Regions from separate parts of the Mus musculus genome. Here all the other regions are linked to region 1. The links are chromatin contacts, called in public promoter capture Hi-C maps. All regions are on one chromosome and are shown on one strand. Each heading gives the region's core, a stretch centred on a gene start, on an enhancer-like site or on the middle of the called end of the contact. The rest is flanking DNA. Distances are from core to core; before and after follow the strand shown. Region 1 holds the start of Rfesd (Rieske (Fe-S) domain containing). Region 2 holds the start of Cep72 (centrosomal protein 72). Region 3 holds the start of Exoc3 (exocyst complex component 3). Region 4 holds the start of Pdcd6 (programmed cell death 6). Region 5 holds the start of Ccdc127 (coiled-coil domain containing 127). Region 6 holds the start of E430024I08Rik (a long non-coding RNA gene). Region 7 overlaps Cast (calpastatin).

Evidence for each region. Promoter capture Hi-C pulls out the DNA fragments that hold promoters and counts their contacts.
Region 2: a promoter capture Hi-C map of pre-B cells shows a contact between it and region 1, with 3 times the contacts expected there. The contact joins the promoter of Cep72 here to the promoter of Rfesd in region 1. A contact is called at or near these places in 3 of 39 promoter capture datasets (hippocampal neurons, liver and pre-B cells) and 1 of 484 Hi-C or Micro-C datasets (CD4 T cells).
Region 3: a promoter capture Hi-C map of pre-B cells shows a contact between it and region 1. The contact joins the promoter of Exoc3 here to the promoter of Rfesd in region 1. A contact is called at or near these places in 3 of 39 promoter capture datasets (liver and pre-B cells), 1 of 484 Hi-C or Micro-C datasets (CD4 T cells) and 2 of 9 other capture datasets (liver and macrophages).
Region 4: a contact with region 1 is called in a promoter capture Hi-C map of pre-B cells, with 2.1 times the contacts expected there. The contact joins the promoter of Pdcd6 here to the promoter of Rfesd in region 1. A contact is called at or near these places in 8 of 39 promoter capture datasets (the 3T3-L1 cell line, 3T3-L1-derived adipocytes, HPC-7-derived erythroid cells and 4 more), 1 of 115 datasets of contacts at active chromatin or transcription factors (astrocytes) and 1 of 9 other capture datasets (adipose tissue).
Region 5: a promoter capture Hi-C map of pre-B cells shows a contact between it and region 1, with 4 times the contacts expected there. The contact joins the promoter of Ccdc127 here to the promoter of Rfesd in region 1. A contact is called at or near these places in 7 of 39 promoter capture datasets (the C10 cell line, cranial neural crest, hematopoietic stem and progenitor cells and 3 more), 1 of 484 Hi-C or Micro-C datasets (uterus), 2 of 115 datasets of contacts at active chromatin or transcription factors (astrocytes and large pre-B cells) and 1 of 9 other capture datasets (liver).
Region 6: a contact with region 1 is called in a promoter capture Hi-C map of hippocampal neurons, with 8 times the contacts expected there. The contact joins the promoter of E430024I08Rik here to the promoter of Rfesd in region 1. A contact is called at or near these places in 2 of 39 promoter capture datasets (hippocampal neurons and pre-B cells), 1 of 484 Hi-C or Micro-C datasets (CD4 T cells), 1 of 115 datasets of contacts at active chromatin or transcription factors (astrocytes) and 2 of 9 other capture datasets (adipose tissue and liver).
Region 7: a promoter capture Hi-C map of liver shows a contact between it and region 1, with 4 times the contacts expected there. The contact joins the enhancer-like site here to the promoter of Rfesd in region 1. A contact is called at or near these places in 4 of 39 promoter capture datasets (the 3T3-L1 cell line, the C10 cell line, hippocampal neurons and 1 more).

Annotation. Positions count from the first base shown.
Region 1 is chr13:76,016,656-76,020,245 of GRCm38.p6, reverse strand. Rfesd (Rieske (Fe-S) domain containing) reads left to right here and starts at 1,684. Exons shown (of 4, transcript NM_178916.5): 1 at 1,684-2,725. It also overlaps the pseudogene Gm4165.
Region 2 is chr13:74,060,743-74,064,332 of GRCm38.p6, reverse strand. Cep72 (centrosomal protein 72) reads left to right here and starts at 2,048. Exons shown (of 12, transcript NM_028959.3): 1 at 2,048-2,149. The coding sequence starts at 2,071.
Region 3 is chr13:74,206,735-74,210,324 of GRCm38.p6, reverse strand. It overlaps Exoc3 (exocyst complex component 3), which reads left to right and starts at 1,625. Exons shown (of 13, transcript NM_177333.4): 1 at 1,625-1,667; 2 at 3,228-3,418. The coding sequence starts at 3,245.
Region 4 is chr13:74,315,777-74,319,366 of GRCm38.p6, reverse strand. Pdcd6 (programmed cell death 6) reads left to right here and starts at 2,041. Exons shown (of 6, transcript NM_011051.3): 1 at 2,041-2,260; 2 at 2,976-3,037. The coding sequence starts at 2,160.
Region 5 is chr13:74,348,778-74,352,367 of GRCm38.p6, reverse strand. It overlaps Ccdc127 (coiled-coil domain containing 127), which reads right to left and starts at 2,051. Exons shown (of 3, transcript NM_001168659.1): 1 at 1,960-2,051. Sdha (succinate dehydrogenase complex, subunit A, flavoprotein (Fp)) reads left to right here and starts at 2,128. Exons shown (of 15, transcript NM_023281.1): 1 at 2,128-2,222. The coding sequence starts at 2,160.
Region 6 is chr13:74,461,846-74,465,435 of GRCm38.p6, reverse strand. E430024I08Rik (a long non-coding RNA gene) reads left to right here and starts at 1,824. Exons shown (of 8, transcript XR_003950546.1): 1 at 1,824-2,227; 2 at 2,770-2,854.
Region 7 is chr13:74,694,162-74,697,751 of GRCm38.p6, reverse strand. Cast (calpastatin) reads left to right here. Exons shown (of 31, transcript NM_009817.4): 30 at 1,800-1,861; 31 at 2,919-3,590. The coding sequence ends at 1,853. Among named protein-coding and RNA genes, the nearest start is that of Erap1, 56 kb to the right of the region's middle. Within about 2 kb of position 2,066, at least 5 of the 459 cell types and tissues checked have an H3K27ac peak or open chromatin away from gene starts, as enhancers often do. A contact at or near this core is called in liver, where this site is marked.

The DNA of each region.
Region 1 (3,590 bases), core at 435-2,934:
AACAAGACCCCTGAGTCTCAGGTCCCCAGTCCTTTGGGGCACTGAAATCACTGTGTTAGTATGTTAAATACAGATTTCAACGTCCAATTTTGGATTCACAGTGTAATAATTTTGGAAGTTAGTGATCCTGTGAACATGATGAACATGCCTAGGGTCCACCAGATATTCTGTAAGAAATATGGAAAGGACCAACCCCACAAGGTGACACAGTACAAGAAGGACAAGGATTCTTTGTAAGCAGCGTTATGACAGGAAACAAAGTGACTATGGTGGACAAACTAAGCCTATTTTCCGCAAAAAGGCTTCTACAAAGAAGATTGTGCTGAGACTGGAGTGCATTGAGCCCAACTGCAGATCTAAGAGGATGCTGGCTATTAAGAGATGTGAGCATTTTGAATTGTGAGGCGACAAGAAGAGAAAGGGCCAAGTGATCCAGTTCTAAGCTGATTTTGTTATGAATAAAATCTTGACCTTTCACTCCCTCTGATTGCAGTTGGTCTTTCTGGGAGGGAAAAAATGAAAAGCTTTCAGAAATTAAAAAACAAAAATATATATTGAATCCTTTCTAAGATTTTTACTTCATTGATCTGGTATACTGGGCAAAGTTGCTTTGTTATTGTTTTTTGGTTTTGTTTGTTTTAATTCCTAGGCAGATCTAAAGCCTAGCCAAGATTATGAGCTATTGAATCAAAGGATCATTAATTTTAAAAAATCCTTATTATTCTGTGTGAGCAGGGACATGCATGCTACAGCATAGTTTGTTAAGTCAGTTCCTACATCATTAAATGAGCTCTGGGCTACAACTCAGGCTGTCCCGTTTACAAGCACCCTTACTCCATGAATCATCTTGCTGGCCTCTTTTTTCTTTTTTCTTTTTTTAAAGCAGGGTGTCTGTGCTGCCCAACACTTGGGTTCAAGTGATCAACTTCAGCCCGGGTTGTGGGCTCTATAAGAGCTTGCCACGTGCCAGTTTACAGAGAATGCTTGCAAACCAGTAAGACTCATTTAGCTTGCACCTCTGAGCATAAGTATGGGGAGTTCTTATTGTGTTGCTCTTAATGTAACACTGAAAGAGAAATTGAAAGTGAAAACACACCATCTCCCCTTAAATCTAGTAATTTTTAAAAGCTTTGGTATACACAAATACTTAACCTATTTGTATCTCAAGCAATGAGTTATTTGTGTTAAAGAGAGCATATTACACATGGGAGCCTGTATGGTGTAGTGTATGGAATTGGACCTTTGGGTATACAGTATATGGCTGTAAAGTTTTCCCATGTTCTAGGTATTATTTCGCTTAGGGATGAGATTGCTGAGTGCATTTAAAATTTGGATAAATTTAGAGTGAGTCCGATTATCGTTCTTTGAAAAAAGAAAAGAGAAAGAAAATGATGCACCTACTCATATCCCACAAGAGCTAGAAAAATTCCACAAACAGGACAGCAGCCTGATGGAGGGACGGGAGGGGAGCCAGTACTTCCTAGCACGTGACCCCTGCCCCGCCTCCTCACAAACTCGCGTCGCGCAGGCGCAGGACGCAGGGGCTGCGGGAGCTGGGTGTTGAGGGCGGGGCGAGGACCCCAGCACAGTAAGTTAGGTTCTCGCGGTGCGGGAATTGGGTGAGGGGAGCGGGGCGGAGATTTCTGGCACGCTGCTGCTTCCGGTCGGACACCGCCCGGGCCTGCACTTCCTGCGTCCGCTGGCAGCGGTTCCGAGTCCTCGGGTGTCTGAGCAGGGAGCGTTTGGACCCTCGTGGACTGGCATTGGCAAGAGCCTCAGTGAACTGTTCGCCTTGACAGTTGGGCCACAGCCGGGACCTGCAGCCATTTAAATAGGCTTTTCCGCACTTGTGCCATAAACTATGAAAGCGAATCCTTCTGACGTCCCACGCACCCCAAATATTCTCCTGGGATGGCCGTCGGGACGACTGCTGGTTGCCGTGCTGTCCCTAGCGCCGCTCAATCTAGCAGCTGCGGCCTGTCTTCTTAGCAAATAAAACTGGTTTGAGAACTGCTAAAGCCATGGGGGTGGCTACCAGCCTTGCTGCGCTTCCTGCGGTTGCACCCAGCTGTATAGAGTAGAGGTGCCTTAACGTGGTTGTCCTCTGCACACCCTATGATACAGGCCTCTTAGGAAGCAGTCCGGGATTCAGACGCTGGTGAAACGCCTTGTCATCTTTAATACCAGACATTGGCAGTAATTCGCTCAGCTGCACGGCTTCATTAAATTGGGCAAGTGTTTTACTTTAGATATTTGTGAAGACAATCTTGTACATTAGCATTCCTACATAAACATTCAGAACCATCTTTTCCGATACATGTGTGCACTGCGAATATAAAACTCTCTATACGTTTTTGCCGAACGGTTTTTGTGACTTTCAAGATGATTTTCTTTCAGGCCACATGTTTTTTGTTTTTTGTTTCTTTTCTTTTATAAATCGCTGGCTGCTAGTGACACGAAAGTTACACCAAGCAACATATGAGCTTACAGATATTTAATTTTGTGAGGAGTAATGAACATTTACACGCAAAGTGTCCAAGCGGTAGTGAAATGTAGCTAGTCAAATGTATTTATTATCATCAAACTGCTACTGACTAAAGCATTTCCCTTCCCTGAGCCTAAAAGCCAGGGTGTCACCCTGGAGATAAGCACTGTGATAATTTGTGGGCCAGGTCCCCACTCTAAGAGTCCCTGAGTCATTGCTCAAGAGGAGTGACACATGAGTGTGAGTACCTTTAATTTCATGTCTTTTGTCTTCAGTGACTTTATACTTGAATGAATTATCTACATTAGAAAGGTGTTTAAAACTGTCGGGGCCATCCACTTATCTAAAACAAATAGTTTTATATGGAATTCTCACTTTAAGAAATCTAATTTTAGGGATCTACGAACAACAAAACAGTTTTTATTTTTAAAGACAATGGTAGAACAGAACATTTTTTATTTTTATTTTTTTTTGTCAAAAACTGTATTAAAAATTATGTTCTCCAGCACTATAGCACTTTAAAAACAGTGATTTTGGAGGGAGAGCCAAGGCATTATTTTTTTCCTAGTAGGAAGACTACAGCAGCAGGATTCATAACTCAACGTGACGTTCATTAGCTTCCCTGGAAAGTATCAGTGCTGCTTCTCCTTCTCCTTCTTGTTCTTCAAGAGATTTCTTTTTTATTAGATATTTTCTTTATTTAAATTTCAAATGTTATCCCCTTTCGTGGTTTACCTTCTGAAAACCCCCTCCCACTGTTCACCAACCCACCTACTCTTGCTTCCCAGCCCCGGCATTCCCCTACACTGGGGCATCGAGCCTGCACAGGACTAAGGGCCTCTCCTCCCATTGATGTTCAACAAGGCCGTCCTCTGTTACTTATGCTGCTGGAGCCATGGGTTCCTCCATGTGTACTCTTTGGTTGGTGGTTTAGTCCCTGGGAGCTCTGGAGATACTGGTTGGTTCATATTGTTGTTTCTCCTATGGGGCTGCAAACCCCTTCAGCTCCTTGGGTCCTTTCTCTAGCTCCTCCATTGAGGACTCTGTGTTCAGTCCAATGGTTGGTTGAGAGCATCCACCTCTGTATTTGTCAGGCACTGGCAGA
Region 2 (3,590 bases), core at 799-3,298, 2.0 Mb after region 1:
GGTTCTAACATTAGTCTGGGGATATGCAGTCAGAGCCAGCGCCTCTAGCAACTATGTGCCTTGCACCAGTGGGAGGTCCACCTATGAGCATGGAAGCATTCTTTTCAACATTGCCAACAGGCTGGTGTGGCTCCTGATTGACTTTAGGAGGAAGTACTGTGGTATGCACATAAGCCCAGCTTTTGTAACAGGAAGGAGAGATCTAACTAGCTAAGGAAACATACTAGAGTATTGCCCCTACAAGAGAATGAGGAGCGCTAACAATGTCATGTCACCCATAGCTCTAAGAGGCCCACTGAGGATGCAGGGCCCTCCTCCTATCTAAAACTCTCAGTCTTGATGGCACCTCCTCCTTTTACTCCCTATGGCCAAAGACAGTCATGGAGAAAGGCAGAAACCCTCAGGGGCCAGCTTGAACCTATATTTTCTTCAGGCACATATGGGTGGGTCAGCCTCAGGCTGCCCTGCCTCCCTCCTGGTCTTTTTGAAGATGACTATATATTTTGTGCCCACATGTTTAGAGATTCAGGCTGGAGAGTGAAAGCCTCCATGGAAGATCCTAGAAAACCACAAGGGGTATCAGGTAGAAAGAGCCAGAGAGGCCTCCTCTGCTCCCACCAATGTCCAGCTGGCCTAGGTTGTGGGTCTTAAGCAGCACATGTTTTGGCATGTCCTACAGAGAGAGCATACAAAAAGAAGCACAAGCCTTATACATGGCAACAGTGGCTCTTCTTACCCCATCTCAGACAGCTGATGAATGCCAAGGTTGGGAGCAGCATGGGGGGGGGGTGTGTATGTGAGATCAACAGAATGTTCTGGGTAGGACTGCCTGCCAACTCTCCAGGTAGTAGGGAAGACCAGGCTGTGGGACTCCAGCTAAGGAAGGTTCCTGCTAACCTCCAGGTCTAGTTGGGAAAGCTTTATGAACTATGAGGCAGAAGGGATTGTTCCTGATGTGACCCAGCCTGGCTCATCATCTCTATCTCCGAGTCACAACACTGTTCCTTGCTCTGTGTCTTCACCAGCACCAAATCAAGTTCAAGTGCTGCTGGCTCACTCCTAAACACCTCAAATGGAACTTAAGGACATAAAACAGCTTAAATGCATGTAGGTTTGGCCACAGTCTAATGTTACCACGGCAGATGGTATTTAATAAACCACCGGAAAGAGTACTTGGTAGTAATTAATCATTAGCATAACCTTTTACTGAGGCTTGTAAGAAATCATAGGCTTGTAGGAATCTTTGCAGGGTGCAAAGCTAATCCTTGTCCCTCTTTCTTCAGTGAAGATGTAAAACGTTAGTAAACAGAAACGTTACTTCCCAAGTTTCTACTGGCACTTTCATTGCAGTAGAAAAGCTGGTCTTGGGTCTGTCCCTGACAGACCATCCGTCTCCCCAAGGTCCCACTTGGACTCTGATCTTGGTCAGAGAAAATAGAATAAGAGAGGGTGATTGAAATCTGTGTTGTGTCCTGAGGCGCCACATGTCTTAGATGGCAAGCATACAAGCCTTAATTTGCTTCTGAAAAGCTTAGTTATCTCTCCAATGCCTGGAAGTTATTAGTAGACCCCAGGTTTGATGAAAGGACTTTCAATGTGTCTTAGTTAGGAGAAATTTTTTTTTTTTTTTTTTTTTTTTTTTGCACACAGCCTGTCTCTCCAGCCACATGATGAGAACTTTTGGAAGTGCGTGGGGGTTGGCGGGGGGGGGGGGGGGGAGCATCTCAGGGGCTGGGACAGGAAGAAACCTTAGGAGAGAAGGCTCCTGGAGGGAGTAGGAAATGAATGGAAGTGGGAGTAGGTGCGAATGCCCCGGGCACTAACAGCTGTTTCCACAAACCGCACTGAACGCAATGGGGTTGTCCTGGGGAGGAGCCAGAGCAGGGTGAGGTTGCACTCAGAGCTCAGCGGATTAGGATGGCTTGGGTGAACCTGTCCCAAAGAAAGTTTTAAACACAGCCGAAGCTCCGCCCACCCTCCTGGGCCCGCCCCTTGCAGGCTTGGTCCCGCCCGCCCGTTCCAGATCACGTCACAGCGCAGGCGCCGCGCGCCAGCGTCCGGTTTGAAAACATGGCGCCAGGCCAGCGGTTGGTTTTGTGTGAAGAGACTGTACGAGAGCGCAGCGGCCTGGGTCCCCACCGCGACCTGGGTGCGTGGGGGACAGACTGGGTTGGCCTGCCGGGCCTGATAGCTCTGCCTCCGTGCGAATGGCACTTGACCACAAACGGTCTCGGCCCGTGGGGCAAGGAGGCGGGGCCGGCTGGGCGGGTTTGTGGGGAAGGGCGTGGCTAAGGTCCTGGAGAGCCGGTGGACGCGGCCTGGGTTTTCTGTGGGACCGCGGTCAGGCTGAGCCCCCCGCTTCTTTTTTGCAGCAGCTTTCATCTGTCTTCCTGGGTTCCTACATGGCATTTCGCTTATGAAGATGCAGGTCTCTTTTTATATGGTTTGGACATCAAGGCCCCATTACGTTTTGAGCAAGAGATCGTGCGGAATTTGTGTTGTGATTTTTTTTTTTTCCTTTTTAACTTTTTTCCCCTGGACTTTGACAGGGAAACCACGCAGGCCTAGAATTTTCCATTGTTGAAGATTTTCGATTACCATTTTTTAAATTCGATTACGATTTTTAAACTTATAGTGGTTTCACCTAGAGTGCATTTTCGTTATCTAAATCGTTTTTTCTTGATTGTCAACCATATCTACATAGAACTGACTACAGCATTCTCTTACTATTTTATTAATGCTTGTGGGGCCTGTAGGGATATTCCCCATTTTCATAAATGGTACTTAATCTGGCTCTATCTTTCAGTCATGTTGGAGATATACGGTTTTTGGTCATGCCAAAGACACCACTTTTGGGTTGGTTGATTTGTCTTCACTGTTTTTAAATTTTACCTTTTTCTCTGTGCTTGCTTTGCATTTATTTTCCTCTTTAGATTCTAGAAGTGAAACGTGTGGATTAAAGCTTGTTTTATAATTTAAATCTCTTAATCTGTACATTTCTCTTTACGTATCACATAGCTGCACACACTAACACATTTGTTAGTGTTTATATTTCTACTGTGTGTTAAGGTACTGGAGATAGAACATAGGGCTTTGCATATGCTAAGCAAATGCCCTGTCATGGGACTTCACCCCAAACGTTTTTTTAATTTTTCAAGTGTGTTATTAAGCCAAGATGACCTTGATCTCCATTTTTAACGGAACCTGGCCTTGGAATTTTAGTCCGACACTCAAGTGGCTAGGATTGCAGGCAGTTGCCACCATGACTGGTTCTAATTTTCATTGATTTTAATATGCTTTTCAAATATCCCTTTAGGTATCTTCTTAGACCTCCAAATTATTTAGTGATTGCTCACATTTTTATTCTTTAGGGATGTCTTTTTAACGAATTATGTGTCGGGAGGTTTTCTTGTTTTTTTGTGTGTAATTCTATTATTGTCAGAGAACATACTGTGTATGATTTTGGTTCGCTTAAGTCTGCAGAGATTGTTTAATGCCCAAGAATCTGGTTTCTCTTGGAGAGTGTTCCAAGTACATGTAAAAACTGTGTCAGGTTGATTTTATTGGCTGATAGTATTCAGGTCAACCAG
Region 3 (3,590 bases), core at 376-2,875, 1.8 Mb after region 1:
GAGGAATCTGTCCCAAGTGCAGTGTCTTTGGCAGCCTTCTCTACTTCAGGGCCTAGCATAGCCATGTAGCCTTCTAGCCATCCCCAGGATAGATTGGTTCTGTTGTGTTTCTGGACCCACCTGTTCACCAAGGAAGCTCTAAGGTGATCATCTGGGTTTCTAGGATTCTCCATATGCTCTTCACCTACTTGGAACCCATGCCTTCTCCTTTGTGTGGGCAGGTGTAAAAATGGCTTTGGGGCTACTCTCCCTGCTTCAGGGCTGCAGAACCTTTAGTCACTGCTTCATTTTTTTTTTTCTTTCCCTACTTTGGCTCTGGTCATTCCTAGGCCTACCTATGAACTTACTTGTACACTCAAAAGTATCCTGAGCTTTGTCACTCTGTGGCTTACCAAAAACAAAAGCTGAGATTCTTATTTTATTTATTTAATTGAAAGGAAACAAGCTGAGTCATCTACTGAAGCAGTTCACATCTAACTAGGCTAGTTAACTGAATTCGTTAGGGAGCACCATGACTAAACACTCCACTATATAGTGGGCAGCAGGAGATTAGGGTTGGATATAAGGTAACTAAGGAAAACCGCAGCTTTGTCTTGGTAGCTGTGCCTCCCCACTTTGCAGTTAAACATTCATGAAGCTGAAATTTCTCCTGTTTTGTCATAAACTAAGGGGTCAGGGCACTTTCCCAGTTGCAACCCCTACACTAAGGGAGGGTCTGCATCTTTAAAAGACTGACTTCATCATATAATTTGCATTGTGGTTATGACAGGTTACCTATACTGTTCTTTCATTTACTGAAGATTTACCCCATCATCCATTGGCTTGGGAGAGCCAGACTTTGTAGTGATGTTATGGATAGGCACACAACTCAACAAATGTATGCAGAAAAGGTGAAAAAAAAAAAACACAACCAAACCTGTCAGGGTAGGGTTGTCATACCTGATGGGTGAGTGGAAGAACCTAAACCCCGCCAAAATTTACTAAAAGTTCGTAACAGTGTGGGGAAATCTCTGTATCTGCAGAGGTAGAACAAAGTTTCTGGCTGTTCTAGGTACCGGGGCGACTCGATGCTTCACTGCTTCCTTCAGCTGGAGTAATTCCACCAGCTGCTGTTTTGCTCGTGGTTTTGTTTTCTTCGCCGCTTCTACGTGCTACGCGAGCAGCTATCAGCAGGCAGCCCACTCTCTGTGGCACTGTCCTGAATACTTGAAATCTACTTGCTGTCAGAAACCTCTGGGGGATGAGGGCGAGGACAGCAAGAAGAAACAAATATACGAAATATAAGTAGTGGAATCTTGAATACAAGACACAGTAAAGATATGGAGAGGTGTGGAGAGACTAAGGTAGCTAAGGGGAGGAACTGAGCAAGGGCAAACCTAAGTGGTTAATCCGGAGAGAAAGGGTGGGTACAATAGGTGCTACTTAAAATAAGAGGGTCGGGAGAGCGCCAAACGTCAGACGGCGGAGCCAGGCCTGAATCTGTAATCCCTGATCCTGAGTCTGTGTCACCAGAAGCACAAGTTTCCTAAGAGTCTACAGAAAGATCGCCCGTACAGCGCCTTCAAGGTTACCCAGAGCCCATCCTTCCGCCCAGACGCCGGAAACGGAAGTGACCGCGTTGCACACTTCCGGTCCGGCTCCGGGAGGTGGCAGCGGCGTTGCGGACGGTGAGGAAGCTCTGCTCTGACAGCCTTGGGTGCCTGTGCGGTGGGCGGGGCGCTGGGCCCTCGACTGTGGCACAGTGTACCCCTTAGTGGGTTTGTCCTTGGCGAGGGACAGCATCGGCCGACGTTTCTGGCGGGATGCGACACCCTCTAGTGCGGGTCCCTGGGCGGGTTTGGGTTTGTCCTCGGTGTGCGTCCCTCCCATCTCCTTGGTCGGGGCTGCTTCTACCCTCAGAGTTCCCTTTTGCCCCAGAGGCCGGAAATCTGACAGTCCTCAAGCTGCCATTGGAAGCAGATTTGGTGGCGATCCAGTACAGTTTTTTTAGTTTTTGATTCTCTGTGTTCAGGTTTATGAGTGGACTCTTTCTTGCAAAGCTTTTTTGGTTTTGGGTCAGCTTTCCTTTTGCATCTGGCTTGTAACACTGCCACAGGAGTGCCTTTCACCTGTCAGCTGGAGTGGGGGACTCCATGCCAGAGGGATGGTTTGGTATTATGTTTAATACCTAGTCCTGTAAATAGAATTATACAAGTTTTAATGTTTTGGGAATGCTGAAGATAACATGTCAAACTAAAGCAAAAGAAAAAAAAAAAAGCCCGCAGTGAATCAGTCCTGTTAGAAGTGGTTGTGGAATCCTCTTTCTGTGGCCTGCTCAGATTTCCTGTCTGGGTACGAGTAATTTTATAGTCAGAAGATGAAGATGGTGTTTGCAATGCTGTTCCACTTGAATGAAAATGCAAAGAGAGAAATACACAGGGAGAAGCTACATAACTGGAAATGTACAATGGATTTTAGTGGTTTTCTGAGACTACTTGGGAATAGAGTGAAAGATTCCAGAAGGTAGGTCTTTATCACATCTGTGGCTGTTGAGTAGCTGAAATTAAAGGAAACAGTGTTATTAATTCCCTCATTTGCTGGATAGTCAGCAAATAGCCATTGTAGGTCCATGACTTGGATAGTATTAGATATTAGACTAAAGGGTGATTGACCGGGTACATTTGTGCTTAGGGGAAACAAGCTACTCAAGTAAGGACAATAAATTACCTTTTGCTGTCTTATCTTTGTTTTTAGAAGTGTTCAAAAGTAAGAAGTGGTATCTTGGCCACCCAGAGCAATGGTAAGGGAGTATAAGACTCGTGTTTGCCCACTGGGCTGCTGCTGAAGTGTAGGTAATAGTTGTTGCCTTCCAGTGACTAACTACCCCATGGACTTGGGCAGCACTAGGGTGAGCTCCAGAAATGAAAAGCTGATCTTTTATAGGGCTAAGAATTGTGTTAGAGCTGCCTTTGACATAGTCTTAAGTCCCTGTATAAATACTCTCTGTGTGACTGTCTTACGCCTGTGAGATATCCCTGCTTCTCTCTGTTAAGGTAAAATCTTCTTAGCAATTGAATTCTAAGGATTTGCAGTTTTGTTAAGGAGTTTATGACCCAAGTTCAGCTTTCATTTCTAGTTTGCTAATTTAAATGCCATAGAAATTCTCCATTAGTTGCATGGTGAGCACATGACCTTTGCATGTGGAGTCGTCACTTCATTTTGACATACCCTCTCCTTTGTGTATATAGTGTACCTGTGGTATGACATGTGCAAAGATTCTGCCTGCTTTTTGACAATGAAGGAGACAGACCTGGAGGCTGTTGCAACAGCAGTCCAAAGGGTTGCTGGGATGCTTCAGCGCCCAGACCAACTGGACAAAGTGGAGCAGTATCGCAGAAGGGAAGCTCGGAAGAAGGCCTCTGTAGAGGCCAGGCTAAAGGTAGGAGACCATAGAAATGACGGGACTGAGCATTTGTCTTGAGTTTCTCTTCGCCACTACCCTGCTTGCCTACCACCCTATTTTATGGAAATATATTCTCAACTGAGGTTGACTCAGTCTTGTGACAAGTTAACATAAAGTTAGTCAACACAGTATAGTATATATTATGTGT
Region 4 (3,590 bases), core at 792-3,291, 1.7 Mb after region 1:
GCTGCTCCCTCACACCATCTAGCGCACATTTGACACACTCATCAATACTCACTAAGAAGCTTGAGTTACATAAAGAGTGATAGGTTCTCTTTAGTATTAAATTCAAACCAGAATTTTATTGGAGCCAAGTGACAGTTTTAACACTAGAGAAAGAAGGGTGTGCTGAGCATATTTGGCTATCAGGAAAAGTTAACTGAAAATTTGTCTTCCATGTGCAAATGTTCAGGGTGCATTCCACCAGTAAGCAAAGGAACCAATGTGGCTTAGAGGTACACTTAAATTAGATATGTATAAGAACACGCATGCGTCTGTACACATACAAAAAGATCTTTATGCAAAAGATATGACAATGACTTACCCATTTCATGCACCTCAGCTCCCAGAAAGAGCCAATGTTTAGAAAAGTTCTAAAGGAAAACAATTTTGTGTATATAGTAGCTCAAAGAAGTAGCTCAGAGAATTAGGTTAAAGGAAAGAGTGGCCCAATATGCAGACACATGATATGATTAACATCATAGGAGGACAGGGTTATCTCATTTATTTCTCTACTGGAAAGCTTAGAACAGACCTGGTTAAGAGGAAACTAAACCTGAGATAGGGCAAGGAGATAGATGGTGGCACCTGGAAGACAACTACCTGTAAGCTGTTGCAGAAGGTGGTCTCTTTGGGACTGGACCTTTATAGCATTCCAAAGTCAGCAAACAGCTGGTAGAGTCCCGGATTCAGCAGCCTCGGGTCTGCTGAAGTTTCTCTGTACTGGAAAACTTCCAGTTCAAGTAGGAAAATTATGATTAATATTTTTGTATTTCTGGTAAAGAGAAAAGGAGCCAGAGAGAGGACAGAATAAAAATAGATCTCAGATTCTAAATAAAAGAACCAGAAAAGTCTAAAAGATTATTCAAAAGTGAGATGAACAGTTTATGAGAAATTATAAAAAATGAATTCGCCAAATCCTGGAAAAAAAATCTACCTTTCTTAAAGAATTTTGTAGATTTTGAGGTAAATGTCAAAGCTATAAGATGTTTCTTTGAGCAATTTGAAAGTCTCTTAAGATGTCCTAAGAACAAGAGAAATGGAGCAGAAAACGATACAGTTGGGACTTGATCAGATCTATAGCTGTGCTAAATAATGGATGATTATCCACATGGAAGTTTCAGATGTACAAGGCCATACTCTTGGCCCTTGGTCTCTTCACCCTCTTCTTTAGTTATGGGGTAAACAAACCCCCCATAAAGACAGCATAGCAGTTCTTATTATAAGTCTGTCCCTGGATGAGGACTACAGGAAGGCTGGAATAATCCTATGGCAGAACGGAGTAATCTGTATCTTGAGCTATTCACAGTATTCAGATTTAGGTGGAAGGATGGCCTGACAGCCCGTGAATGTGACCGGTTGGTAGTTGCCCCAATGCTATGCATTTTCCCATTTAGGGACATTCCAAACTATAAAAGCACCATAGAATTAGTATCTAGAACGAAAGAAGGAATACTTATAATTAAAAGGAGTAACCACCAAAAGTACAGAAGTCCAAGTAAGGGGTGGAGAAAACACAGCTCTCACCTCAGGACCAAACCTCACTCGGGCCATTTACAAATGAAGTCACTGCAAACCTAGGGAGGCTGGGCATAAACCGATATAAGCAAGTGGGAAGGCAAGAAGGTGTAGTATGGACAGACGGACAAACTCCAGAGTGCACAAAATGCACTTTGCGTTTCCGCCGAGGACTTCATGCGGTTGGTGCACATCACATTCGCACTAAATACTAATGCAGACGTAAAGGGAAGCCGTCGGTCCAAGTGAAAGCTTTCACCACTTTCCGTTACAGGTCGAGGCGTTTTGTAAGCTTGGGTCGGCCCCTCATGGCGTGGTCTCTTCTGAGCTCACCCGCCGCAGCTTCGGGCTGAGACACACAGGAGGGCGGAGCGGGGTGGGGCTGAAAAGGAAAGGGACACCCAAGGCCGGGCAAGAGTAGGAGGCGGAGCTCAGACTAACCCCAAGGCCCTCCAGACGTTGCGTGGCAACGGACCACGCCTGCCAAGTGACTCAAAGGTGCGCGCTTCCGTTGTTCCCAGGAAGTTGTGGGCTCCTGGTCCTGCCCCATAACTGAGGCGGAAGCATAGCTTGTGGAGCTGGGCCGCGTTGCCGCTGTGCATCAGCCCATGGCTGCCTACTCCTACCGCCCAGGCCCGGGTGGTGGCCCCGGCCCTGCTGCTGGAGCTGCACTGCCAGACCAGAGCTTCCTGTGGAACGTCTTCCAGCGGTAAGGCCAGCGCCGCTCAGCTCCTTCGGCCCTTGGGTCGGTCCTCAGTTTTCAGGGCCTATTCTCCAGTCCTCCCTCTCCCCAGCCCTTCATCCCCCGACCTCCTTCCCAGTCCTTCCTACTCCCCTCCATCCCCGACTTTCTCTCTTCTACAATAGCACAGGGTTCAGGGTCATGTTGGCAGTGACTTTGCCCAGGGCCGAAGGGCGCGGAACAGTCGCCCTACAGGGTCAGGTGCTTGCGTTAGAAACAGGACAAATCTTGAATCAGGAAAACGGCATCAGTGAAAAGAGCTGGCTGCTATTGCATGTCTTCTGTCCCTGGCCGTCCTTCTGAATGACTGATTGTCTTTCCACTGACTCGTGCCAAAGAATGACTTATTCGTCCTAGAGAATCTTTCTTTACCTATTATGATGAACTGGTGCAGGTATAAATTAAGCAGACTTGAAGAGCTAACAGAAAGCTTGAAAGGAATAGAGAAAAGATGACTCAACCCCTCCTACTGCTTCTGGTTGTTCATTAGTCTCTGGCACACCTGGGGGCGTGTGACATTCCAGCTGAGCAAAGAGGAAGGTCTGGCCAGAGTAACATTCCAGACCTAGTGTAGATTGATGAAAATGATGTCTTGGCTATGTTTTATTTTTAATACTTCCTTTACATTTAATCACCAGCTTACCTGTTTTCTGTTTGTTTGTTTGTTTGTTTGTTTTTGTAGGGTTGATAAAGACAGGAGTGGAGTGATTTCAGACAATGAGCTTCAGCAAGCATTATCCAATGGTGAGTTGAAGCCTGATTCATTCACAGTAAGCAGTTTCCTTCCTGGAATTATTTCCAAAGAAGTCCTTAAGACTAAATTGCCATTACCGGTATAAGGTAAAGGTGTTTGCTAAGCTTCTGTGTTTGTATTTTCTTAATTATCATTGCTGCCTTACCGAGCTCCAGAACAAATGTATGTGAGCCTCTGAAATGGGAGCTATAGTGTAGACCTTGCCCAAGAGTGAAAAAGGTTAGCTCTGTGCAACAGAGGTCCCTCACTTATCTAGAAGGCCTTTGACCTGCTATCAGTCTTAGCAACTGTTCTGAAGAGGATCATCGGGGACACTGACAAATTGTCAGGTGACATTTAGAAGTAATTGCTTAGTTTTTGAAAGGCTTCAAGATGGTCCTTAGGTACTTTTGTGGAAGTATGTTTGCTATAAGAACTGCTAAAACTTGCCGGGCGGTGGTGGCGCATGTCTTTAATCCCAGCACTCAGGAGGCAGAGGCAGGCGGATTTCTGAGTTGGAGGCCAGCCTGGTCTACAAAGTGAGTTCTAGGATAGCCAGGGCTA
Region 5 (3,590 bases), core at 802-3,301, 1.7 Mb after region 1:
AATGTCAGAGCAGGCTCAACTCACTCTTGGATTTACATAAAATTGGAATCCCCTATCAATACATTTGTCAGAATCTGTCTCCACTGTTAACTAAGTGATGCATGACTGTACATGTTTCTTATTGGTTGTCTCTGTAAGACTTTAATACAGTTGTACAGAGATAACAATAAAACAATAAAAGTGAATCCACAATAGACATTTGCTTTATATGACCTGGGGTTTGAAGAATGAGCAGTTTTCTACAGACAAAAATCAAAGAAAATCTTTTTACATGAGGATCATGATCAGGATTACAAAAATCCCTTGCTTCATATTAGGGTATAACTCACAAACTAGGCTGGATACCAATATTAATATAAATTTACTAGTTTACAAACTACCCATATTAGCCAGGCATGTTAGTGCATGCTTTTAATCTCAGAATTCAAGTTGGCAGAGGCAGGCTGATCTCTTTGAGTTTGAAGATAGTCTAGTCTACATAGTGGAGAGCCAGGTCTATACAGAGAGTCTCTGTCTCAAATAAATAAAAATAAAATAAAAAGTACCCATATTCGATGGGTGTTCTCATACTGTAAAGTCATAAAAACATTCAGCTTGCTTATATGTACAAATACAATAAACACAAAATAGTTAACCAAGATCCATGTAAGAAATACGTAATTCAACCCAAATTTTGAAAGTTTTAGTGTTTTTAACAAACCTTGTTTAACATGTTAAGATGCACAATAATGAACAATAAATATATAACCATAATACATGGCTCAGAATGTAACGGTTTATAGGAACTATAGAATTAATACGTATGACGTATGGTAGATGCCTAATTTAGAAATATGTATGTGTATATACATATATATATATGTATGTATGCACACACACACATACACACACTAAAAGCAGGCAACTTTCAAAAACCTCCTACTATGTATAGCCATCCATCAGATATCTGATGGGGAGCCCCATCTCATACCAAAAGCCTTGAAGATAGCCAAGGCTCCCATATACAATGCTGTATTTGAATATAATCTGCTCAATACTTTATCTCTAAGTCACCGATACCTAATAAGGTATAAAGGCACTTAAGTAGTTCATCTGTTTTATTTTCCCCCTTGTTAAAAAAAAAGTCTGTACATACTCCGAACAGACACATTTTCCCCAAATATATTTTATCTGCAGTTGGTTGAACCCACCAACGCAGAACCCTTGTAGGGTAAGCTGTCATATTTATTTCCTCTGCACCAACAACATCCATTTTGGGGTTATAAAGTTCAAGGAAATAATTCAAAATATAAAGTGTTGTGCATGAATATATTCCATATTTCCTTATTTATTAATAAAAAAACAAAGAAATAAAATGGGAACGGTTCATTGTAAACTTAAACAATTCAAAATAATGGTCATAAAGATTGTGCACCAAGAGGAAAACCTTAATCTAATATTAACTGAAAATTCAGGAAACAATTACGATTATTGGTTTACTTTTTATGCTATTTAATTCCACCGAACATTTCAGCTATACTCACTAGAAAAATAGAAAAACTATCTGAAAGTGATCAAATGAGAGCGCGTTTGCAATATGGGATGCTAGCCACGATCTAAGCAGCTTTCAGGATGACAACAGGCCGGGCCTCCAGCTTCCCAGCTGCTGTAACGAAGACGAAAGCTTTGGATATAGTTTCTAGTTCAGTATCCTGGCTTTTACGTAGCCCAGTGCAGCTAGCTGCTCCTTGTCCAGCCACCAAGACATCATTCCTACCTACTCTAGAAGTCCAGGGCAGTATGTACCCCCCCCCCCCCCCATTAGTTGAGATTCAAGCGCCCAACAAAACGGGCTCTTATGGAGCTTGCGATCTCCGCCCCAGGACCCTACTTCCATCTCTCCAGATCATCCGACCCTCTCTGTTTTGGCAAACAAGAACCACCCGAGAAGCACTTTAAAGACATTGGCACCTCACTTACCCCTGGAGCAGAGCCCATCAGCGTTGCTGCCACCCTACCTCAGACGTGTTGCCACCGCCGCGTTTACAGGGCGCAGGCGCACCACCACTCACGCGAGCCAGGAGGGGCGTGTTGCGCAGGCGCAGAATCTTCCAAGCCCGACACCCGCGCGACTCGGTGCGCAAGCGCAGTCTGTCGCTGGGGCTTGCGGGAAGGCAGACATGGCCGGGGTTGGCGCAGTTTCGAGGCTTCTTCGCGGGCGGCGCTTGGCGTTAACTGGGGCGGTGAGTTAGTGCCACGAAATGGCAGGCGCTAGGAGTGCGCCACGATTCCACCCGAGTTGGCCTGAGTCTGGGAAGGTGCAGTGGGCCGAAGCCGACTGCTTTCCGGCGAAGGTCACGACCCCGAGGTCGCGGGCGTGGAGTCTGGCCTTCCCCGTCTTGGTCTAGCGAAGTTCTCCAAGGTTAAAGGGAGGGACCGGCCTGTTGCATTCTGGATGCGGACGGGTCTGCGAGTAATCCGTTGGTAGTCTGGGTGTCGACACTAAGACTTATAAGTGATGAGCTTACAGGTTTTGTGTAGTGGCCTTAGCTACTGTTTTTAAATATCAAAGAGATATTTGAAGATACCAGGTGAGACTTCTGCACCGTGTTCATCCAGTCTTGCGACTTCTTTTTGCATTTGAAGAGGTACACAGTGACTCAGGGTTGCAGGGGTCTGATGTTGGCCTCCCAGATTGTCAGATCTTGTCTCAGTGCACTCTTTGCCGGTCACCTGTTATTCGTCACACTCCTAGGGTTTTATTAACGTAAACTAAATTTGACAGGTTGGGTTCTTTAAAGTTCTGTCTCACCTACCTACTTAACAATTTAATTACAAAGTAAAGGCCCTAAGACATTGAACAGTATCGACTTGCATTGTGCATCAAATTATGGCTGCAGTTGTCTATTTTCTGAAATAGATATTAAAATGCATGTTCAATGAAATGTTCAAGGGTTAGTTGGCAGCTATTCTTGCAAGGCCAGAAGGCATTTTCAAACCTTGATAATTTCTGTGATTTGTATTTGCTGCCACAAACTCCTACTTCCACCTCTATCCCTTGGGCTCTGCAAGAAGGGTTTTAAGTCCTGATCATTGAAGCCCTTTACAGGAGATAATAAGTCAGCCACCTATAATTGTAGCAGAATTCTTTTGTAGCAGAAATAGGTGAGCCCACCCCATGCCCAGGATTCACTCCACACACTCAAGGAAAAAAAAAAAAAATAATGATAGTCTGAGCCCAGCTCTGGCTAATGCCCAAAAGGAACAGTCAAGGATAGAAGATTTTTATTAACTTGTATACACCTTAGGTTTATGCTTACCACATATGTTGGCATCCTTAAATTCCTTTCCTATTCCAGATCCAGTTTATGCTTTGACCAGTTTAGACAGAGACAGGAGACTGCAAGTCTGGCCACTTAGGCAGGTGGGAGATTTGCACAGCAAAGGTATTTTTCATTGCCTGAATTGTTTTTAAGTGCATCTTTATTGTTCCTGCCTATGGGCATCTCGTCCAGCTGTCAGAATTAGGCTTTGTTAAGAAGAGAAGTGGAGCTTTATGGAATACCATATTTAAAGTTTATTGTCACCCGGGACTGCCTTCTAGAGGAATG
Region 6 (3,590 bases), core at 575-3,074, 1.6 Mb after region 1:
TTTTTTAATTCTCATTTTTGGAAATTTCCATCCTAATCTATATATGAATCCTTCTTTATTAAAACTATTTCTTTCTTTCGATCATTCTAACATTTTATATTTGTTAATATCATAAGATACAATAAGTTTAACAAATAAATTCACATTCTACTATGACAACATTTATTCAGGGGTGGGGAACAAGGTATGTTTATCCCCTCTTTCTAAGTTCTCAATGGCACCACATCTCAAAATTATCATAGTTCAATGAAAGATGTCAGTGAGTTCACTGGGTTTACATACACAAAATTGACAAGGTGTTTCTTATGCGACTATGGATATTCTAAATCAGTCACATTAAAAAGGCCTTCCTCGGGCTGGAGCAATAGCGCAGTTGTTAAGAGCATGCACTGCTCTTCCAGAGGACCTCAGTTCAATTCCCAGTAAGCACATGGTGGCTTGCAACCATCTATAATGGAATCCAACGCCTTCTTCTGGTGTATCTGAGGACAGCTACAGTGTATATTCATGGACATTAAAAAAAAATCTTAAAAAAATGCCTTACTAGCACTTAGTAACTTATACTTGTCTGTTGGGATCTGTGAATATCAAAGTCATTGTATCCTTTGTTAGTATGCCACTTTTGGAGGTATGTGGATGGGAAAACTTTTAGGTTCTTTTGAGGAGCCATTAAATCTGTAAGGTAGAAGTTACTAGAATCAGAACAAAACAAAACATTAAGATGCAAAACGAATACTTTGTAAGTCTGATATTTCTTCTTTGTGTAATAGGGATACTATTGACTCGGTGGGACCATCAAGAATAATGGTGCCTACCATTTGATCTTGAACCATGTGGTTATATTACCTAAAGACCTGGTAAAATTAAATGGTCTATGCTTTATATCATTATCAAAAAAAGACACCAAGCCCCATGATTGCTTACATTTTAAGAGGATTCCCTAGGTGAAATTTAAAACAACAACTGAAGAAATAGTGGTTTTCTGTTGTATGAGAACTGGGCCCCTGAGTAAAGTAAACCTATTTCCCATCAGGGAATTCCGGGTTCTTGCATAGCCCCCTTATGACTTTCTTTGGGGCAGGAAGGAAGATGCTGATAGTATGAAAAAGAGGACTGGGAAGGCAGATGAGAGAAGAGACAGGAGCTGATTTCACATAGCACAGCAAAATCTTTGTGCTAACCCTGAGCCTAACCCTAAACCTGTAACCCTAACCACACTAACCCTAATCTAAACACTCTTTATCTTAATCCTAACCCTCTAATCCCCTAACTCTAACCCTGCATCCTGTAAGGGAGTTTTCTTAATTATTCCTTTTGAAGTGAGAAACCCTTGCTATATCTTGGTCTTTTGAGAGTTTAAGATCCACCTTTAATCCAGGCTACACATTCTTTCTGAAACCTACATACATAAAGGACCTTAAACAGGGAAGTTCTTTCAAATTGTCTACTTCTTTCCCTACATTTTTTAGCAAGGTGTTTTGTTTGTTCATTCATTCATTTTGTTTTGTTTTTAAACTGGCATTAGTAAGTACGTATTTCTTCAGAATTCTGGTAAGTTCTCAAGATCCGCTGAGATATCAAGCAATGTGAACTCAACAAGTCCTTGATTTTTCTTCTTTCCCTTGGCAATGAATGTGCTAAGCCATTATTGGACTAGGAGGACCACTGTCTGTGAGACATTCTATTAATCCCCTTTCTACATACATAAAGAAATTCGTCCTATGAGATGAGGTACGATTATCTGTACTAATACAACTGTGGTTTGTCTCCACCCTGCCACTGAGGAAGATGCGCTGGCTAACAACAGTGCTCTACACTGTTTGTCATCTCTTTCCTGGTTTTCTCCCAAGGTTGTTTCATACCTCTTTGGTGAAAAGGACCTGCATTTCCCCTGGTCCAGCATCAAGCTACAAAACAAAACTCTTGTATCCTAAAATCCTCTTTAGTGTTATTATCCTGGGCATCCTTCCACTGGTGAGCCAGATTGATAACTCCACTCCCAGTTTAGTAAAAGGCTAGCGACCTTGATTTCAGGAAGAAGGGGAAGTGCTGTGAGGAAAGCTCAAGCAAGCCAGGAAGTAGGTCATGGTGAGTGCAGGACCACTGCTACAACGGGAAGGAGCAGGCGGCTGAACAGCCTGAGCTGAAATGCTGTCTCCACTCCCACCGCTCGGAGGATAGACACAAATGCTAATGGAGAGCAAGTCAGACCAGAGATCTGGAAAAGGTCTGACCCAAGACTGGAAGCTCTATTTAACCTTGAGGAGGGGTAAGACTCATTGGGCAATCTAGGGCCCCAGGCGGATCTGCCAGTCAGACAATGAGGAGGGTTCTTCCGGGTGGCTTGCTGCACGTTCGTTTTGGAATGCAGGAGTGAATAGTCCTTTCCGTCCTGCTTTGAGTAATGCTGTTGGGTGCCATTGGGGACCTTAAGCGAGCTCCGAAGTTGAGACATGGTGAGTGCGAGATCACTGCCCACAAAGGGGAGGAGCAGGCGGATGAACAGCCGGAGCTGCAATGGTGGATCCTCCTCAAAGTCGGCCTGGGACCACAGATAGAGGAGGCTCTAGGAGGATAGGCACAAATGCCACCCGAATGCAAACCACTCCCGAGATCTGTAAAAGGACTGGACCGGGACAGGAAGCACACTTTAATCTAGAGGCGGGGTAAGACTCGCTGGCCAATCAAGGATTCCAGGGCGAACTGCCAGTCAGACAATGAGGCGGGGTCTTCCGGATGCCTTGCTGGAAGTTTGTTTTTGCTCTACAGGATTGAACCGTCTCTGTGTCTTGCTTTGAGCGCTGCTGTTGGGTGCTGTGAGTGGACCTCAAGTAAGCTCCGTTTTTGAAACATGGTAAGCGCATGGTTACTGTCTATAATGGGTAGGGGCAGGTGGCTGAGCAGTGGGAGCTGAGGTGGTGTGTCCTCTCTGGGGCTGTATGGGAAGCCTCAGCCAGATGTAACCAGATGTGGCCAATTGTGCGGTCCTTTGTGATGCTCCTCACTTGCTAAAACAGGCGGTGAACTCTGAATAACATCAGTATCAGGGCTGAATCAGCTCAAAACATTAGGATTAGGGGCTTGCTTGTAGAAATTTCACGGGCAGGATGCCAAACTTGGAGAGCCCTAGTTTCTCTTGAATCTTCTATAAGTTTTGCCCCCAGCATTTACCTATTAAGTATAAGATCCATTTGTAGTTAATTTTGTGGAGCTGTTAAAAGGCATCTCATGTGTTGGGTAGCACTCCCATACTAAGCTGAGATGTAGAAGAGTAGAATTGATGATTTAAATGGTTTACCAAGCTTAAGAAATAGTGACAGTAAGTAGCATTTAGCTGATGGAGGACTGTGTCAAAAACACCCCACAGGTTAGTATGCTAAGCAGGCCGGTTAGAGACTAGGATGCTAGGATTCACATGTTTGCTCCCCAGGTTTGTCTACACAGCTGGCTCCAAACTATAACAAAGGAGAGACAACTGTGATGTACAACCAGCCACTTGGCACATGCTCAAAGCAAAAAGCAGGTCTGTAACAAGCTGCTCAATCCATCATTACAGAGTCACAACCAACATTAATGCCTGGTGTGCCTAA
Region 7 (3,590 bases), core at 817-3,316, 1.3 Mb after region 1:
TATAATTTTTAAAGTGCCTGATCAACCCATTAATTATAAAAATGCTTCATCAATCCACTCACAAGAAGTAGAAAGTATAATTGCCCTACACAGTGGAGATTAGCCAGCCAGCCTCTCCTCAGGGCAGAAAAAGGATAGGGTCACTGTGGGATGGTAAGACACTGTCATCTTTCCCAGCAATACTGCTGCATTTGAAAAATTGTGAGGAACCATAATGAGACAAGCTAATAACTAGCAGGTGATCTTCCTGAGATAGCCTGCTTTGGATTATTACATAATCTGTGACAGGTTCACCCTTATTAAGCAAGGCTAAAGGGATTCATTTTAGGAAAGATTCCTGCTATTAATATGCATTTCCTGTTATGTTTAAACATATATAACGATCACTAAGTAATACCACACCCCTTTGGAGCAGATCTCTACAGATCCACGAAGATGCTATACAGACAAATAGATTATTTCTTAAATTTTGATGATCCTCTAAGAATTCCTAAAATTATATCAGTGATTATTAAGCTCTTTTATAGTGTGACTGCTATTAGGTCCTTTTCTGATAGTTAAAACTGCAATGAGAACTCTGCCAGTCTCTCAAGTGTCACCAGTTAACTGCTCTTAGATAGTAACAAGACTTTCTCCTACTCAAAGCACATTCCTAGAGGTTATAAACAATTAACCAAGGGTCATAAAAAGGGAACTAACGATTTATTATAGGTGCTAAGACAGGAGAGAAAATATTGACTGGGTTTATCTATACTTCACTAATACCTTAGTTATGGTTTTAAACCTTCAGTGAACCTGTGGAGCTGAGACAGGTGATGGATGTTTAGCCAGATAATTTCTCCTAATGGATATGCATGTAAACATCCTCTGTTGTAAACTATTGCAATTTATGATTTGATTTTTTTGTGTGTGAACTTATGATGAACTTTGTAACATGCGATCATGTATTCTGAAAGCATTATAAGTACTGAAGACATAGAGAAGAGAGGAGATTTTTTTCCTTTTCCCCTCCTGGAAGAATCTTTTTCCTTACTAGAATTTTTGCCCCCTTTCCCCTTTTAGAGAATTTTTCCCCTTCACCACATAGGATCTTTCTGCTTTTCCCCTCAGTTAGCTTCATAAAAGCTTTAAAAGTTTCATAGGAAACTTTTTACAACTTAGTAATAAATGCTATAATCACTTTTCTAAGTGTCCATTTTTTCTTCCTGTGACTTCCAACTAGCAGGCTGAAAGTGAGAGCCCAGCAGCTCCTGCTGAGATAGTACAAAGGCTATTTACTTAATCCGTTGCTGTTTGAGGAAGATGTGCTAAGTGCCAAAAACTGCAGTTTTTGGCCTCAGAGGATCACCACAGGCAGGTCAACTACAGTAGCAAGATAACAGACTTAGATAAGTAAACTTATTATTATTATACAGCAACCCTAAATATCTTGTAGGACAAAGTCTTATCCTCCAACGATGCTCTTCCCCCTCTGCTGCTTCAAGAATCTACAAGAAAGAAGACCCCACCCACCCACCCCCCACCGGGGCTGGCCCCAGGCAAAAATTTTATAGGGTCCATTAAAAACATGTTTAAAGTGAGAAATTTAGGATTAAGACTATTTACATCTTATAACTTAAAAACTAAGGAAAGAACAGAGCATGTTTGTGTCAAATGAAGAATATAGACCAGGCCACCCTCTCTGCCTTCTGTTTGGTCCTTATCCAGGAGTTCATTTTCTCCTTCTGTTTCCTGGTGAGTTATTGTGCAGTGTTGATTTAGAAATAAAAGCACTCACTATAGCTTTGCTTCCCCCTTAGAAGACAGAGGAAGTGTCCAAGCCAAAGGCTAAAGAAGATGCAAGACACAGTTAATGAATTTGGTAAGTTGAGTTTCCACTGTAAATAGCAATAACTGCCTTCTAGCAGCTGGCACCGTGGGGCGCGAGAGGCAAGTTTCTCTCTGAGTATTCCACACCTGTTCCTGTTCTTAGGACCCATAGCTTGCGAAGTTCAAAGTATTCCATTCCCCAACAAGCACTAAAGGGCTTATTGTGCTACTAGAACTTTTCTTGTTAATCATTGATTAAATTACTCTTAAAATGGCCTGGCAGTGGTGGTGGCTTTGATCCTATCAAAGGCAGAGGAAGGCAGAGCTCACAAAGTTCAAGGCCAGCCTGTCTACAGAGCGAGTTCCAGGACAGCCAGGGCTACACAGAAAAACTTGTCCTTGAAAAAAACAAAACAAAACCAAAAACCACAAAACTCTTTAAAGAACTCAGACTTTGAATGAAAATCATACACCACAAGCTAGTTCAATCTTTGAAATTATACAGACTTTTCTTGCAATGTATTTGTAGCAAAATGGCAGTAATTGCTATCTGAAATACAATGCATGGTGAGTGGTAGAAATCACAGTTTGGGAATAAAGGCTGTTTAACCTTCTGTTTTTGTTTTGTTTTTTTCTTAATTCTGAAAGAACAATAATGGATTCTGACCTATTCTTCAATAGGTGGGTTCTGATCTTCCTAAAAATCATAAAATGAAACTGCATGCTCAACAAAGCCTTAAAGAAAACAAATAAAAAGAACAACAACAACAACAACAGAAAAGAAAATAAGAAATGGGGTTGGCATGGTGAGGGATGCACATGGTAGATTCATGGAAGTTGCCCTCTGAAGTCCACATGCATACTGTGGCATACATATATTAAATGAAACTGTAAAGTAAGGTATTTTGGTTTTTTGTTTCTGTTGTTTTGTTTTGGTTTGGTTTGGTTTGGTTTTAAACTATGGGTTAAATGGCCCAGCTCTCTTGCCAGGATCCATTTCATTTCCTATAGCGCAGTTAGCACACCAACAAGAGCTGCTCCACATTTCTCAGAGTAACTGATGACCTTCTATTAACAACCTACTCACTCATATTTCCTTTTATTTTAAGGGTATCTGAATAGAAATTCTTCAGCTGGTGGATGGTGACTTTTGAAGAACAAAGGCTTTGATGACAGTTTTTTCTGGGTGGTTTCTGGACAGTGGTATTTGTTATGTCTTTTGACATCTTAAACACTGAGTTGTTATTCTTTTCCAGAACGAAAATGAATTTGTCTGCTTCACCTGTGTTCTGTATTGAGTATTGATAAACTTCAAAGATTTTTAATTGCCCTTAGATGGGAGAAGGAAGCTTTATATTTGTAAGAAATATATTTGATAGTTTCTTAAAACACCAAAAATCCCAGAAAGCCTTTACAAACCTTTGCACTTTATATATACAGTGCCTGTAAATCTCATTAGTATTTTTGGTTTGCACTAAATTTTTTTAGCATTTGAAAAATAATGCTCCCAACTTTTGTCAGTATTTTGATTTCTTATTATGTCTTTTTCTTCAGCTTTGATGTATCTTTGGGTTAATGTTGATAAGTCAAACATGAAATATTGTATACTCGGTGTATAACTCTTTTGGGGATGCTAATAATAAATTAATGATAGATGACCCAAGGTAAACCTTGGGAGCATCAATCTCCTTTCCTGCCTGAACTCTACTTTCTTAGGAATGAGGACTTCTACTCATGGTCAAACAAGACACACTGAGACTTGAATGAAGCTAGCAGAAAAA